3 separate regions of the Mus musculus genome follow, and regions 2 and 3 are each linked to region 1. A link is a contact called in public Hi-C and promoter capture Hi-C data. All regions are on one chromosome and are shown on one strand. The core of a region is the stretch at or near the end of the contact, and the rest is flanking DNA. Distances in the headings are between cores, read along the strand shown. Region 1 holds the start of Peli2 (pellino 2). Region 2 has its middle 23 kb from the start of Atg14. Region 3 holds the start of Otx2 (orthodenticle homeobox 2).

What was found. Promoter capture Hi-C pulls out the DNA fragments that hold promoters and counts their contacts. A called contact is a pair of places that touch in the nucleus more often than the background predicts.
Region 2: a contact with region 1 is called in a Hi-C map of cortical neurons, with 5 times the contacts expected there. The contact joins the enhancer-like site here to the promoter of Peli2 in region 1. A contact is called at or near these places in 6 of 39 promoter capture datasets (the 3T3-L1 cell line, hippocampal neurons, liver and 1 more), 3 of 484 Hi-C or Micro-C datasets (cortical neurons, embryonic fibroblasts and liver) and 4 of 115 datasets of contacts at active chromatin or transcription factors (bone marrow-derived macrophages, embryonic stem cells and stem cell-derived neural progenitor cells).
Region 3: a contact with region 1 is called in a promoter capture Hi-C map of embryonic stem cells, with 16 times the contacts expected there. The contact joins the promoter of Otx2 here to the promoter of Peli2 in region 1. A contact is called at or near these places in 13 of 39 promoter capture datasets (the C10 cell line, the HPC-7 cell line, cranial neural crest and 6 more) and 14 of 484 Hi-C or Micro-C datasets (B cells, cardiomyocytes, cerebellum and 1 more).

The regions. Positions count from the first base shown.
Region 1 is chr14:48,118,904-48,123,074 of GRCm38.p6, reverse strand. Peli2 (pellino 2) reads right to left here and starts at 2,206. Exons shown (of 6, transcript NM_033602.2): 1 at 1,842-2,206. The coding sequence starts at 1,918.
Region 2 is chr14:47,589,319-47,593,696 of GRCm38.p6, reverse strand. No RefSeq gene overlaps it. Among named protein-coding and RNA genes, the nearest start is that of Atg14, 23 kb to the right of the region's middle. Within about 2 kb of position 2,881, at least 11 of the 459 cell types and tissues checked have an H3K27ac peak or open chromatin away from gene starts, as enhancers often do. A contact at or near this core is called in cortical neurons, where this site is marked.
Region 3 is chr14:48,666,358-48,670,704 of GRCm38.p6, reverse strand. Otx2 (orthodenticle homeobox 2) reads left to right here and starts at 3,061. Exons shown (of 5, transcript NM_001286482.1): 1 at 3,061-3,277; 2 at 3,432-3,505. It overlaps Otx2os1 (orthodenticle homeobox 2 opposite strand 1), which reads right to left and starts at 1,417. Exons shown (of 5, transcript NR_029384.1): 1 at 1,309-1,417; 2 at 256-411.

The sequences.
Region 1 (4,171 bases), core at 957-3,456:
GCAGCCACAATTCAGGCGTACACAAAACCATCTGCTACTCCCATTTTTCTTCCTTAAAGGTCTTCCTTAAGCTGGCAAGAAGCAACATCTCCCCCCCAGCCCCCCACCACGGCAGGGCTCCACTGTTAACCAACTTCAGTTGAAGAAGTGACAACACCAAACATCATTTGCTACTTACTTACTCGGGTTTCTACTTATGTCTTGTTCTACATTAAAATGGAAGTGTTCTGTGGCTACTGGATGATACCCAATGTCCAAACAGTGTTGCCATGTGGTAGCACAGGTAACTGCCCTGCCTGCCTCCAGCTACTAGGTTAGAAACACTAAGCCATCATGGATCCAGGAAAAGCTTTAGTGAAGGATGAAGCAGGTGCTACAGGCAACGGTGTTTACAGAGACACTAAATTACAACTGTCCAGGGTGTAAATTCTTTTCCTGGCTTTGGAGTGTCCTAAACTTTTAGCTATGAACACAAACCTCTCCGGGTTTATTCCACACTGCTCCGAAACGTCTCAACAGATTGCCTCAAAAGGAAATAATGAAATGGCTCTGGCGTAAGTTAATCTTCTTTGTCAAATTCACAGTGTTAAGCATACTCTGAAGCCAGCCACATAAACAAAACCAAACTCCACAAAATTAGGCTGAGCTGAAGTTACATAAGACAGACTAAACTGTGGCTTCCCCCCACCCACCTCCCCACCCCTCCTCTTCCCAGCGAACTCTGACATCTGTCTCTTAAGTGCATGCAATTCCCATGCAGGTGCGGAAGGCGCTCATCTGCTGAGCTTCCAAATAAGCAGTGATCTTTCCAGTACTACCTTCCCCCCCCCACACACACACACAGAAAGGCTTGCAACAAACTGAAGGCTAGGAAACTTTAGATGAGTCTTTAAAAAAAAATTAAGTCGGCACTTACTTCAAGGTAGTAATCAAAACACGTTTCTCAAAGTTCCCAGAGCCTCTGCTTAGGGGTGAGGAGGGGGGCTTCCTCGCGTGCCTCTAAGCCCACCCATCAACACCCGCGTGGGTCTGAATACAGATCTTTCAACAGAGGACAAAAGCGCGGGTTCCCTGGAGCGGCACATCCAAAGGGAAACCAATCCTTTCCCTGCAGCACTACCCAAGTTGCTCCAGCTCCAAGAGTTTCCTGCACTTTCCACCTCCCCCCACCCACACCCTTTTCATTGCCCACTTTACCCTGCTTTAATCCTGCGAAGCCTCCCTCCTGGTTTATTAAGGGTAAACAATAGAAAATGTCACACGGAAACTCAGGAAGTAGATGAAGTCTCTAATTGCTGCCGTTTTAACGATTGTAGATAATTACTATCTTCAAAATGTGATTTTCACCAGCGGAGTGGGAGCCGAGGAGGGCAGGGTGGCGAGCTCCCCGCCGCTGGCAGGGCATCGGCAAGGCCGGGGCCCGAGGGGTGCAGGAGCCCGAGGGGTAAGGAGATCAAGGGGTGCGGAGACTCGAGAATGGAAACCCGGGAGATCCGGGAACCGTTGTTGAGAGGACCCGGGAAAACCAGGACCCGGTCCAGGCCCTCGGCCGAGCTCACTCCCGGCGCAAAAAGCGGAGGCCAACCAGCGGCCCGGGTCACAGACTGGAACAATGCGTAACCCCCGCGGACTGGGCTCTGGGCTCGGAGACAGGGCTCCGCGTTCGCGGTCGTCGGGAAAGAGAAGTCCCCAGTAGCCACTGGCTCCGGGCTTCACCGAGCGACCCCGCGTGGTGCAGGAGCGCCCTCCGGGCCGCGGCAACGAGCACCCCGGGGACCCGGGCCCTCAGGAGCGCATCCCTCTCCCTCCGCGACGCCCCGCCGCCCGCGTCCCCAACTCACCCCAGGACCACCAGCTCCCCGTATTTCACCGGCTCCTTGTTGGGGGCGCTGGGTTCCTCCTGGCCCGGGGAAAACATGGAGCCGCGCTCGGCCGCCGCCGCTGCCGCCTCCGCCGCGATCCCCGCCGAGTCCGCGCCGCCACTACACTCCCATCCCGAAAACGGGGTGAGCGCGCCGGGGAACGGCACGGCGGCGAACGGGGCGCTGGGCGGCCAGTCCCGCGGCTGCTCCGTCGTGGCTGTGCGCGTCGCCCGCCGGCTTCCCCGGAGCTATCCGTACGTTGGCCGCTACGAGCGGGACCCGGCACGGAAAGCGAGCGGCGACCAGAGCCCCGCGGGAGGAGGAGCGCGCGCCGCCGGGGGGCTGAGCGGGCTGGGCAGGTGGGACGGCCGCGCCGCCGCCCGCGTCTCCGCGCTCCCGCGGCCCCCGCCCGCCCGCCCGCCAGCCCCCGCGGCCCGCGAGCGCCCCGTGTTATGTAAACATAGAGTAAAGGGGAAGGCAAGCCCTTAAAGGGGCAGCTCTGTTTTTCTCCTCTCTTCCTCCGAAAAGTTGGAGCGTGGGGGTCTTCGTCCTCAGCCCGGGGATCCGGACCCCGCTTGCGTGAAAGCCAAGCATACTGCCCACCCCCCACCTCCGAGCTCACCATGCTGAGCGCACTGATCTGGGGGTGTCTGCTTTCAAAGCCAAGCCCTTGAGAGGGGGGCTTAAAAAGAGAAAGAATCTGCCCATGGGGGGGGCGCTAATTGAAGGGCTCCCCACCATTTCATGTATCAAGAGAAAGGAGAAAGAACGTGGGGGGGGGGTGAGAAAAGAGAGAGAGAGATGGAGGGAGGAGAGGGAAAGGGGAAAAAGAAAAGTTAAAAGTTACTTTTAATCCCTTATTCACATCTCTGTCCCTTCTTTCAACCCCCTGGGGAATTTAAAAGGAAATTACCTAGGTGGATTTTTTTTTTTTAAATGAAGACAAATGTTCCTTTATTTCCATGGATTAATCAAGGCACTGTTTGTATTTTATGCTTTCTTATGGTGCTGTGTCTTTAAAATATTGTAGGCTGTGATAGTTTTACTGACTGCTGTTTTTCATCATAGAGGAATTTATTATTCTAGCATTTATTAAGCCCTTGCAACATGCTAGAGACGCTACATATTATTGCCTGTCACTGCCTTTCCAGACTGTTAAATATTTAAAGAAATAAATACTGCAAAAGCTACCCAATGTATAAACATCGAGAGTGTGTGTGTGTGTGTGCCCGCGCGCGCGCGCGCGCGCACACACACACACACACACACACACACACACACACACATACACACACGTTTAGGCTATGACTCTAAGTAAGGAGTTAAAAAAGAAATAATTGCATGAGTAACCTTCCATTCTACTGCTCAGCGCCGTGCATGTATCGCTCTCTGACAGGCTATTACTGTAGTGACATGATGCTTTCTGTAATTTTACTTCAGTTAGTAACTGGCTTTTCTTCTTTTAATTGAGGCTTTGGAGATAAATTACTCCAGAATAACAAAAGCCACACTATTGATGAGCCAAAAATAAACTTTATTAGACGATTACCTTATTTCCGCTAATTACAGAAAGTCTATTCTTAGACTAAAGACAACTAGCTATCCGGCTTATTGTACAAATCCTCTGTACTTTTCTCTGTTATGAAAATGTAAAGGTTTAACCAGCAGCCCTTTTTTAGAGAGTTGAGCTCTTTCTCTTCATATGGTGTTGGTAGATTTCTGTATGACGGAGTGTAGTTTTCCTTACTCCCTAGTCCCACTTACTATATCCACTATGCGACTGTCAACAACCCTTTGAATCCCGTCACAGTTACCCATCTCCCTTAATTATAGTACCTCGCTCTGGCATGCGAACTTCCCCCAGTCTGCTCTATTGCTGCTACTGATCTCTAGGCTACAATTACCCCCTTCTCTCCTGGCATGCTGTGCTTTTGTGCTTGCATTACACTGTTCTGGCTCCATTTCTTCCTTGCTGCGCTCTGCATCTGCTGTTAGGGGGATGGAAACAAATATTTATTAACCTCCTTCTAAGTTCCAAACACTAGACTGGGTGCTTCCCATAAGCTGTCCCAGGCTTTGGCAGAGACACTCCATTGCTGGTCAGCTGGTCCAGACACCTCTGCCCTCCACCTGCGAGGGGGGTGGGGGCGCTTCTTTCTCTTCTCTCCCAGCATGCCTTGGGCATGTTGATGGTGTTTAATCGAGTTTGTCTTTATGAAAGTTACTTACAGGTAGTTCTGCTTTCTCTGAGTTTTTATATCTGTGGAGGCTTTGATCTTAGGCAGCTCAGGACTTGTAAGTGTATCGTT
Region 2 (4,378 bases), core at 1,632-4,131, 530 kb after region 1:
CACCCCTGAAGAAACAGAGCCACCAATTGCTAGAGTATTCACAGCAGCCAGGTTACATCAGCATGCCTGTCAATGATGAATAAATAAAGAAAACACACGCGCACACACAGGAACATCATTTGGCTATAAAAAAAAAGCACAAAATCACCTTATATATAGAACAGGAGATAATCATGTCAAGCATAGTAAGATAGTTGCAAAATATGTATTCAAACAGGAGGACACTGATAGCCCAAAAACATGACTGCTCATTAAAATTTCTGCATGGGGAAGTGTCCAAATTAGTGAACCAATACATTTACTGAAGTTACTTATAGTGCAAGGGTACTGCATAATCTAAGGATATCATATGTGAATATCAAATGCCCTAATAAAACTGTCTTTGACAGTATTTTATTGCTGTGAAGAGACACCATGACCATGGCATCTCTTATAAAGAGGAAAGCATTTCATTGGGGCTGCCTTACAGTTCAGAGGTTTAGTCCATTATCATGGTGGAAAGCTTGGCAGCACACAGGGGACATGGTGCTGGAGAAGTGGCTGAGAGTTCTACATCTGGATCCACAGGCAGTAGGGAGAGAGAGCTACTAGACCTGACTTGGGCTTCTGAATCCTCAAAAACCACCCCTAGTGACACACTTCCTTCAACAATACTGAACTCCAAAAAGGCCACACCCCCTAGTCCTTCCAAATAAAGCTGCTCCCTAAGCATTCCAATCTGTGAGCCTATAAGAGCCATTCTTATTCAAACCACCACAGCGACAAAGTATTTTGTACAGTTAGTATGAACTAAGCAATACAGAGCGATACAGATTGCTCTTTCTAGAAGCTCGAGGAAGAAGCAACTTCAAAGACTATGTCCTATTGATGGAAAAATTCATAACCATAGAACTGAGGGCTGGAGAGATGGCCCAGTGGTTAAGAGCACTGACTACTCTTCCGAAGGTCCTGAGTTCAAATCCCAGCAACCATATGGTGGCTCACAACCATCCACAATGAGATCTGGTTCCCTCTTCTGGGGTGTCTGAAAACAGCTACAGTATACTTACATATAGTAAACAAATAAGTCTTTAAAAAGCAAAACAAAAAACATAGAGCTGAGATGCCTATTTCTTTAATAGCTATCAAATGTGGCCCACTCTCAGGCCCTAGAAGTTACCCACATTTCTTGTACTACAGCCCCATCCTATCTTCAAAGTCAGCAGTGAACAATCTTCCACATGCTCTAAAATCCCTCCCAATGAGCAGCTAATTCCTTTGTAGCAGCTCAGCAGCTAGGGCCAGGCTTAGCCAGAATATTCTCTTTCCTAACAATGGTCTTGGAATTTTAACTATATTAGCAAAATCCAAGAGCACCTGGGTTTGGGTTTGGACAGCTGGGGGACAGTTCATTAGGGCATAGGGCAGGGATTGGGGACCCCCCTCAGCATTCTGTCGTATGTGATGGGGCATAGTTTAAATTTTATTTTAGAGGCTGGAGAGATGGCTCAACAGTTAAGAGTGCTTGTTGATCTTTCGGAGGTTAGGAGTTCGGTTACCAGCATCCATAGCAGGACTTTTAACAATCATCTGCAATTTTAGTTCCTAAATTGAATGAAGATGGCTCCATTGGTCCATAGCAACTGACATTACTGGGAGGTGTGGCCTTGTGGGAGAAGGTGTGGGAGTAGACTTTGATGTCTTAGAAGTTCAAACCAGGTCTAGCGGCTGACAGTTCCTGACTGTTGCATGCAGATCCATATTTAGAATTCTCAGCTCCTTTTCTAGCACCATACCTGCCTATATATGACCATGCTTCCCAACATGATGATAATGAACTGAACCAGTACCAAATTAAATGTTTTCCTTTATAAGAATTACCGTGGTAATGGTGTCTCTTCACAGCAATAGAAACCTGAACTACGTAAGACAGGATACAAGGATGCTCTCTTCTGGCCTTCTCAGACATACTCACATGCACAAGCAGTGCATACACACAGAGAGACACACAAAATGGAGTAGGATATAAATAACATTGATCTGTTTTAGTTAGTTTGGGATGCCGTAGCAAAAAACCATCACAAACTGGGCAGTTTAAACAACAGAAATTCTCTTCTTCACCATTCCAGAGATTGGAAATTTAAGACCAAGGTACCCAAGGCCACCCTCTCTTCTTCCCTTCTAGATAGCCCCCTTCTTTCTGTCCCTTCTTCCCTTCTAGATAGCCTCCTTCTTTCTGTTCCTTTTGCAGCCCTTTCTCAAAACATGCACAACTCTGGTGTCTGTGTGTACTCACTCGCTATTCTTTTTTTTTTTTAAGATTTATTTATTTATTATATGTAAGTACACTGTAGCTGTCTTCAGACACTCCAGAAGAGGGCATCAGATTTCGTTATGGATGGTTGTGAGCCACCATGTGGTTGCTGGGATTTGAACTCGGGACCTTCGGAAGAGCAGTCGGTGCTCTTAACCACTGAGCCATCTCGCCAGCCCCTCACTTGCTATTCTAATGAAGACACCAGATTTATTTTTTAAAAAGATTTACTTACTATTATATCTAAATGCACTATAACTGTCTTCAGACACACCAGAAGAGGGTGTCAGATCTTATTAAGGATGGTTGTGAGCCACGATGTGGGTTGCTGGGATTTGAACTCAGGACCTTAAGAAGAGCAGTCTGTACTCTTAACTGCTGAGTCATCTCTCCAGATTTTTTAAATTGGTGTTTAAAAATACCTGTGACCTTTGGGGGGCAAGCAGTCTAAGTGCAATTATGAATACAAGAGTTCCTGATCTGTCAGGCTGGCACTGAGCCTGCAGCTCAGTAGGCTGCCGCCTTTAGCATACGTTATTAAATGAATCCATGCACCATTATATAAGATTCCAGCGTTGTCAGAAGGCTCCCTTTATCCTGATTAGAGAAACCATCCTTGGAGCTGTCGATTCTAGGACGTGTTTCCCACACTCCATGCTCGGGGTGGATTGCTTCATTAACTAACATCTATTGAGCAAATCAGCTTGGAACAGAGACAGGTGGATGAATAATTAAAAAAAAATTTTCTCTGAAGCAGTAGAATCAAATGGGAAAGACATTATTTTAAGTCTCCAAGTTCGTTTTGAAATCTCTTACATAAATGTGTCTGTTTATAGAACCATTCAGCACAGTTAAGTTCCTAAGAAAGCCAACGCATTGGAATTAATGATCCGCAGAAAGACAAATCTCTAGATATTTGCGTTTGCATTATCTTCTTGAATTATCTGGACCCTAACCATGGAGCAACAGAGTTCTGTATGTAGCTAAAGATAAATTCTCTGTAATTGCTGAAAATCTACCTGGGGCTTGGGGGTGCAAAATAATAACAGAAGTACCACATCTGGGTGGGTGGGATGGCTCTGTTGGTAGAGCCACTTGCTACCAGGCCTGATACTCTGAGTAGGATTCCTTCCACATGTTGGAATAAGAGAACCTACTCTTGACAATTGTCTTTTGACCATCACAAGTTTTCTTTTCTTTTCTTTTTTTTTTTGGTTTTTCAGGACAGGGTTTCGCTGTATAGCCCTGGCTGTCCTGGATCTCACTTTGTAGACCAGGCTGGCCTCGAACTCAGAAATCTGCCTGCCTCTGCCTCCCGAGAGCTGGGATCAAAGGTGTGCGCCACCACGCCCAGCTCATCACAAGTTTTCTGTAGAGTACACTTGTCCATGGACACTCCAGCAAACATAATACATATAAAAGAGATTCCACACCTGAAAATCTGTGTATGATGGTGAACCCTGTAATGCCAGCACTTGGAGGGTAGAGGATATATAGTTTGTGACCAGCCTGAGCTACATGAGAAGAGGGAAGGGGAATAAAAGAGGAAGGAAGGAAGGAAGGAAGGAAGGAAGGAAGGAAGGAAGGAAGGAAGGAAGGAAGGGAGGGAAAAGAAAGGAAAGGTGAAAGAAAAGCTGTTCCTTTCTCACCATGAGCCATTGCCAGCCCCTTCCTCCCTGTGCAGCCAGCAGCATCTTGCCTGGCTCATCAGCTTCTCTGCATCCCTCCTGACTCAGCACCCCACCAGACTGACCCTGCCTTGCCTTGCTGCCTGTGCCTGATAAATGGCCTCTGCTCTCTGCATAGAGAGCACCAAAGCTCCTCTGACTCTCCCTGTGACATCCAGGGTAACCATGATGCCAACGAACCCTGTTTCAGAATGCTCAGAATTGTGCTTCAACTATAGTAAGTATGCTTGCTTTTCTCCAGCCCAAGCTTTTATTTTTAAAGATTTATTTATTTTATGTATCTAAGTACACTGTAGCTGTCTTCAGACACATTAGAAGAGGGAGTCAGATATCATTATAGATGGTTGTGAGCCACCGTGTGGTTGCTGGTATTTGAACTCAGGACCTCTGGAAGTCA
Region 3 (4,347 bases), core at 1,812-4,311, 550 kb before region 1:
TTTCATAGGAAATGTTTTTGTTTTCTAAATGGGAGAAAAGTTAAACTCTGGATAAAGGAAATACAATGAATGGCTAGGAAGAATATTGGAGGCTCAAGAACTTACTGAAAATCAAGAGATGTTTCCATCCAAGGAGTCTTTTTCTCCCATCAAGCTTCTAAGGGTTTCTGTGAAGCAGCCCACCCTCTCCACCCCCCTTCTCCCAAAGCCAGTGGCTTTTGTCCTGACCTAGAATAGGGTTTGTGGAAACCGTACCTGAGCCGGGGTGTCTGCAATTTCCAAATTGACAAGAAGAGACTGGAAGATAAAATGCATGTTCTTACAGGTGAAGAGCAATTTTGCAACTTTTCCAGGCGACACAGGAGAAAGCTTGCCTGCTACCAACTGCTGGAGAGTCTGGGCAGAATTCCTCTAGAAAGAAAAAAAAGAAAAGTCTTTTTTCCCTTCCCTCCCTTGTCTTCATCTCTGGCTCTGGCTCTCTTTCTCCTCCTATGTGCGTGTGCGTGTGTCTCTCTCTCTTTCAGATCCAATCTTTTGAGAGCTGCAGCACACTGCTAAGCTAAAGGGAAATTCTCTTTGATAAAGCAGTGTTTCCAGCTTCTGGGTTTTAAAACCTAAATCTATATTCAAATCTGGCTGAAGGTGTGTTCTGGGATTTATGAAAAGCCTCTTAAAGGGGTAAATTTACCAAACCGTGACAAAATCATCACGATCTTACTTTAGACATCTGAAGTGGATGAGAATTTTAAAGAGACCCTTGTTTATTTAACACTGTCCGTTTCCAACTGGTGGTTTATTGGCCCTGTATTTCCGCGAAGTTATTAGACTAGAGGGCAAAGGAGAAGCGGGGGGCTGTGTGCTGCCAGCCGCTGAAGGGGAAAGCCCTCCCACGCTGTATCTAACAGAAATCCTCCACTGTCTATAGCACTCCGGACTTTTCTGGGAGGTTTGGTTGCTCTGGGTTGTCTCAGGATGACACCCCAAACCTTTACCCGGGCCTTGAGAGGTTCCTAATGTCTCCGGACCCTACTGTAGATGTATCGCTTTCTCTCCGGATTTTTTCATTTACTTTGAGTGACTCACAAGCCCTCGCTCTATTTCGTTACCGCACCCCACCTCTACTGCCCCCAAGGCCTTGCTCCCCTACATCCACAATGGCCTTTTTCTCTTTTCTTTTCTTTTCTTTTCTTTTCTTTTCTTTTCTTTTCTTTTCTTTTCTTTTCTTTTCTTTTCTTTCTCGCCCTTTGATGCTTTCAACATCATTATGATCAAACCGGGGAGAACTCTTTTCTCGGGGTGGGAAACAACCTCTTTTTCAAGAGATTCGCGTGGATTTGCCTTTCCATCATACAAAGCACGATGGCTCGGACCAAGAGCCAGGACCTGCTTCCCACAGCCCGGGCCACGCGGGACAACTGCCTGGGACATTTGTTTACCTCTCCTAAATGAAAGGCCTTAGGGACAGTCGCCAGGTGTTTCTGCACAGTGGGGGCGGGGTAACAAGGAAAGATCCGTACTCACCCTCCCCCCTAGCCTAGGCCCCACAAAGTCGTGGCTCTGGGGAACGCGACAGCCAGGAGTTTCCTTAGGACTGGAACAGCTACGAAGGAGCCAGGAAGAACTGGGCAAGCCCGGAGGAGCTCGAGGGTTCGCGGAGCCTCCAGGACCCCAAGGCTCTTAGGACACACCTGCAAGTCTGCAGCGGCAGCGGAGTGCCCAGCCTTAGGCCGGAGCCGAGCCCAGCCGGGCTGCCGAGAACTTGCAGCCTCGTGCGCACTCCCGTAATTCGCTAATTGCTGTAAATCCCAAGGACGGCCACATTTGATTACACATACAGTATAAGAACCGACAACAAAGCGACGAATTAATTACCAACTTCATTAACATAGGTCCCCAAATTAAAGGCAACGAGCTGTTTCTTTGGGCCCACTAGCAGTGGTGGCGGTGACTGAGGTAGTGAGGGAGGGGTGGGTTTTTTCGTTTTGTTTTGTTTTTCCTTCTGCATTGGGAGTTGTGAGGGGAAAGCTATCCTCCCCCCCCCTCCCCCTCCCAGCCTCCATTCACACACTCAGCAGTAGCGTTTGCCCCTCACCTCCCCCCGCCCCGTCCCCTAATATTCTGTCCAGCGTGTTTCTGCTTTTCTAGAAAACTCTGATTCTTGTTTAAAAAAAAAAAAAAAAAAAAACCAGTCTGGACCAGAAGAAGTTGAGTTGGTTGACCCTGCAGCATCCCAGCTCCCGAGTTTCGGCCTCTGAGTAGGGCGCCTCCATCCCTAGTAACTCCCAGGCCTGAAGTACCAGGCGTTTGTTCTTAAGCACAAACTGTTTCTACTGGGGGCTTTTTGTCACCTCATACTCAGCTGGAGAGATTTGAGGTATCCCCTCCCTTGGCCGGAAATCTGCCTTGGCGGTAGATTTGGGAGCTCACGTTTTCTTTTGTATCTTGCTCTATGCTTATCAAATTGAAAAAACATGCCTGGAAAGCCAGAACTCCAGAGACCAAGGGTTATTCTAAGGGGTAAAAGAACAGCCAGTGAGGACGCTGGAGTTTTCAGACAGTCCATAGCTGCGTGACTCTCTGCCTACACTGCATGTTCACAGCTCAGTTCCACTCTTGTTCATCTTCACCCATTTTTCCCTCAGCGCCGTCTGGTCCTCTTCAAGAGAACATAGCCCTGTTTTTAAGCCTGTGCCTGGGTTTGAGTTCTGCCTCTGACCCACACATTCTTTGCTAGCGTTGGAAATCGAAAACGGGGTACTACCCCCTCCCTCCTTCCCCTAGCTTTGACTTAAATATTTTCCTGCTTTATGTTGTTTGGTATCCTTTCTCTAAAATAAAAACAAAAAAGAAAAGGAGGATAAGAAGGAGTATAAAGGAAGAAGAAAAGACCGAAGAGGGAGGCCTTCCTGTCCATCATTTTAATTATACAATTAGTTCACATGCTTGGGCCCATAATGTATATTTTAAGCGTAGCCCAGTGTTTTAAAGAACGTTCTGGTAGTGTCGGAGGCCTGGATTTGTTGCCTGCTCTTCCCCCCGTGCAGCAGCGGCCTGTTTTCCTCCCCCTGTTGTGTGTTTTTATTATTTTCCCTCTGGCTTAGATGTGTCAATCATTCTCTCCCTGCCATTGGTTGGAGAGTTTGCGTCAAAAAGTTGCCAGAGAGGCGCTTTCTCAGCAAATCTCCCTGAGAGCGGAACCTTCCTCAGCTCCAACTCAGCCTCCACTGTTACTAAAAAATAAAAATCGCTAGAGGAGCTCAGTCGCCACCTCTACTTTGTATGTATCGTAGACGGACACAAGCCTGTTTACAACTCTGGCCACTTCATTTTATGTTTTCTTTTAATTGTTTTTTTTTTCTGGTTATGTTTGACTTTTTATGGAAAGGTGAAGACTACAAGGTTTTTAACTGAATGCTCTTGATTTCTTTTAGGATAGCTGGCTATTTGGAATTTTGAAGGATAATTTGATTTTTTTTTCTTTTCTAACGTCCAATGCGGCTGTAAGGTAAGTGTCCGTCTGTCTTGTCTATAGCGATATCTTTGTGTTCCCCCAGTCCGCAGTGACCTCCGCTCCTCCAATGTGCAACTCTGCGGACGTGGAACTTCCTTGGGTGGGGGCGGGCGATGTATTTTATTTTTCTAATGAGAATTTTGAGACGAAATAATGACCATTAGGAAAAAATTTGACGATCTGTAGAAGAGGGAGGGAGTGGGAGGGAGCGAGAGCGCGTGCTCCTGGGGGTCGCTGCTACCGAAGAACGTCGCAGAAATCCTAGGAGTCTAATCTGGGAGTTGGGGAGGGGTTTTGTTCTTATGCCCACGCTATTCATGGCTTCTCCTCGCGAGCTTTGCATTTTGGCCCCTAGATTGAGCTGGAGTCCTTAGGTTTGGTTCCAAGGGCGTATTTTAGAATCCATGACAAAATAATGCTTGTGTAATGTACCTAGGTTGGTAAATTAAAACAAAGATAATAAGGTGGACGCTTCCGAAAGACGGAGCTCCCGAAGGCCGGCTCTCCATTATCGGCGGGGGCCTCGGGCTGCCTCTAGACTCCTCGGTTTGCAACGGGAGCCGAAATCGGAGCGGATAACCGAGGAGGCGACAGCGCTGGCGTCTTGTTACTCCCGCGCCGCCTCAGCTCCTGTTTCTCGTCCTCACTCCCCAAGCTTAATGCCCCTCTGCTCTCCGCCTCTTCTCAAAGCCGCTAGGGCTCTTGAATCTTTTACAACTCTCCTCCTCTCCATCCCTAGGGGTGCGGCTCCCCCAAGCCCCAGAACTGTACACTGAAAGTCGGGGCTTCTGGGCCAGATCGCCAGGCCGAGGCCGCTAGTTGGACAGGTTTTAAAG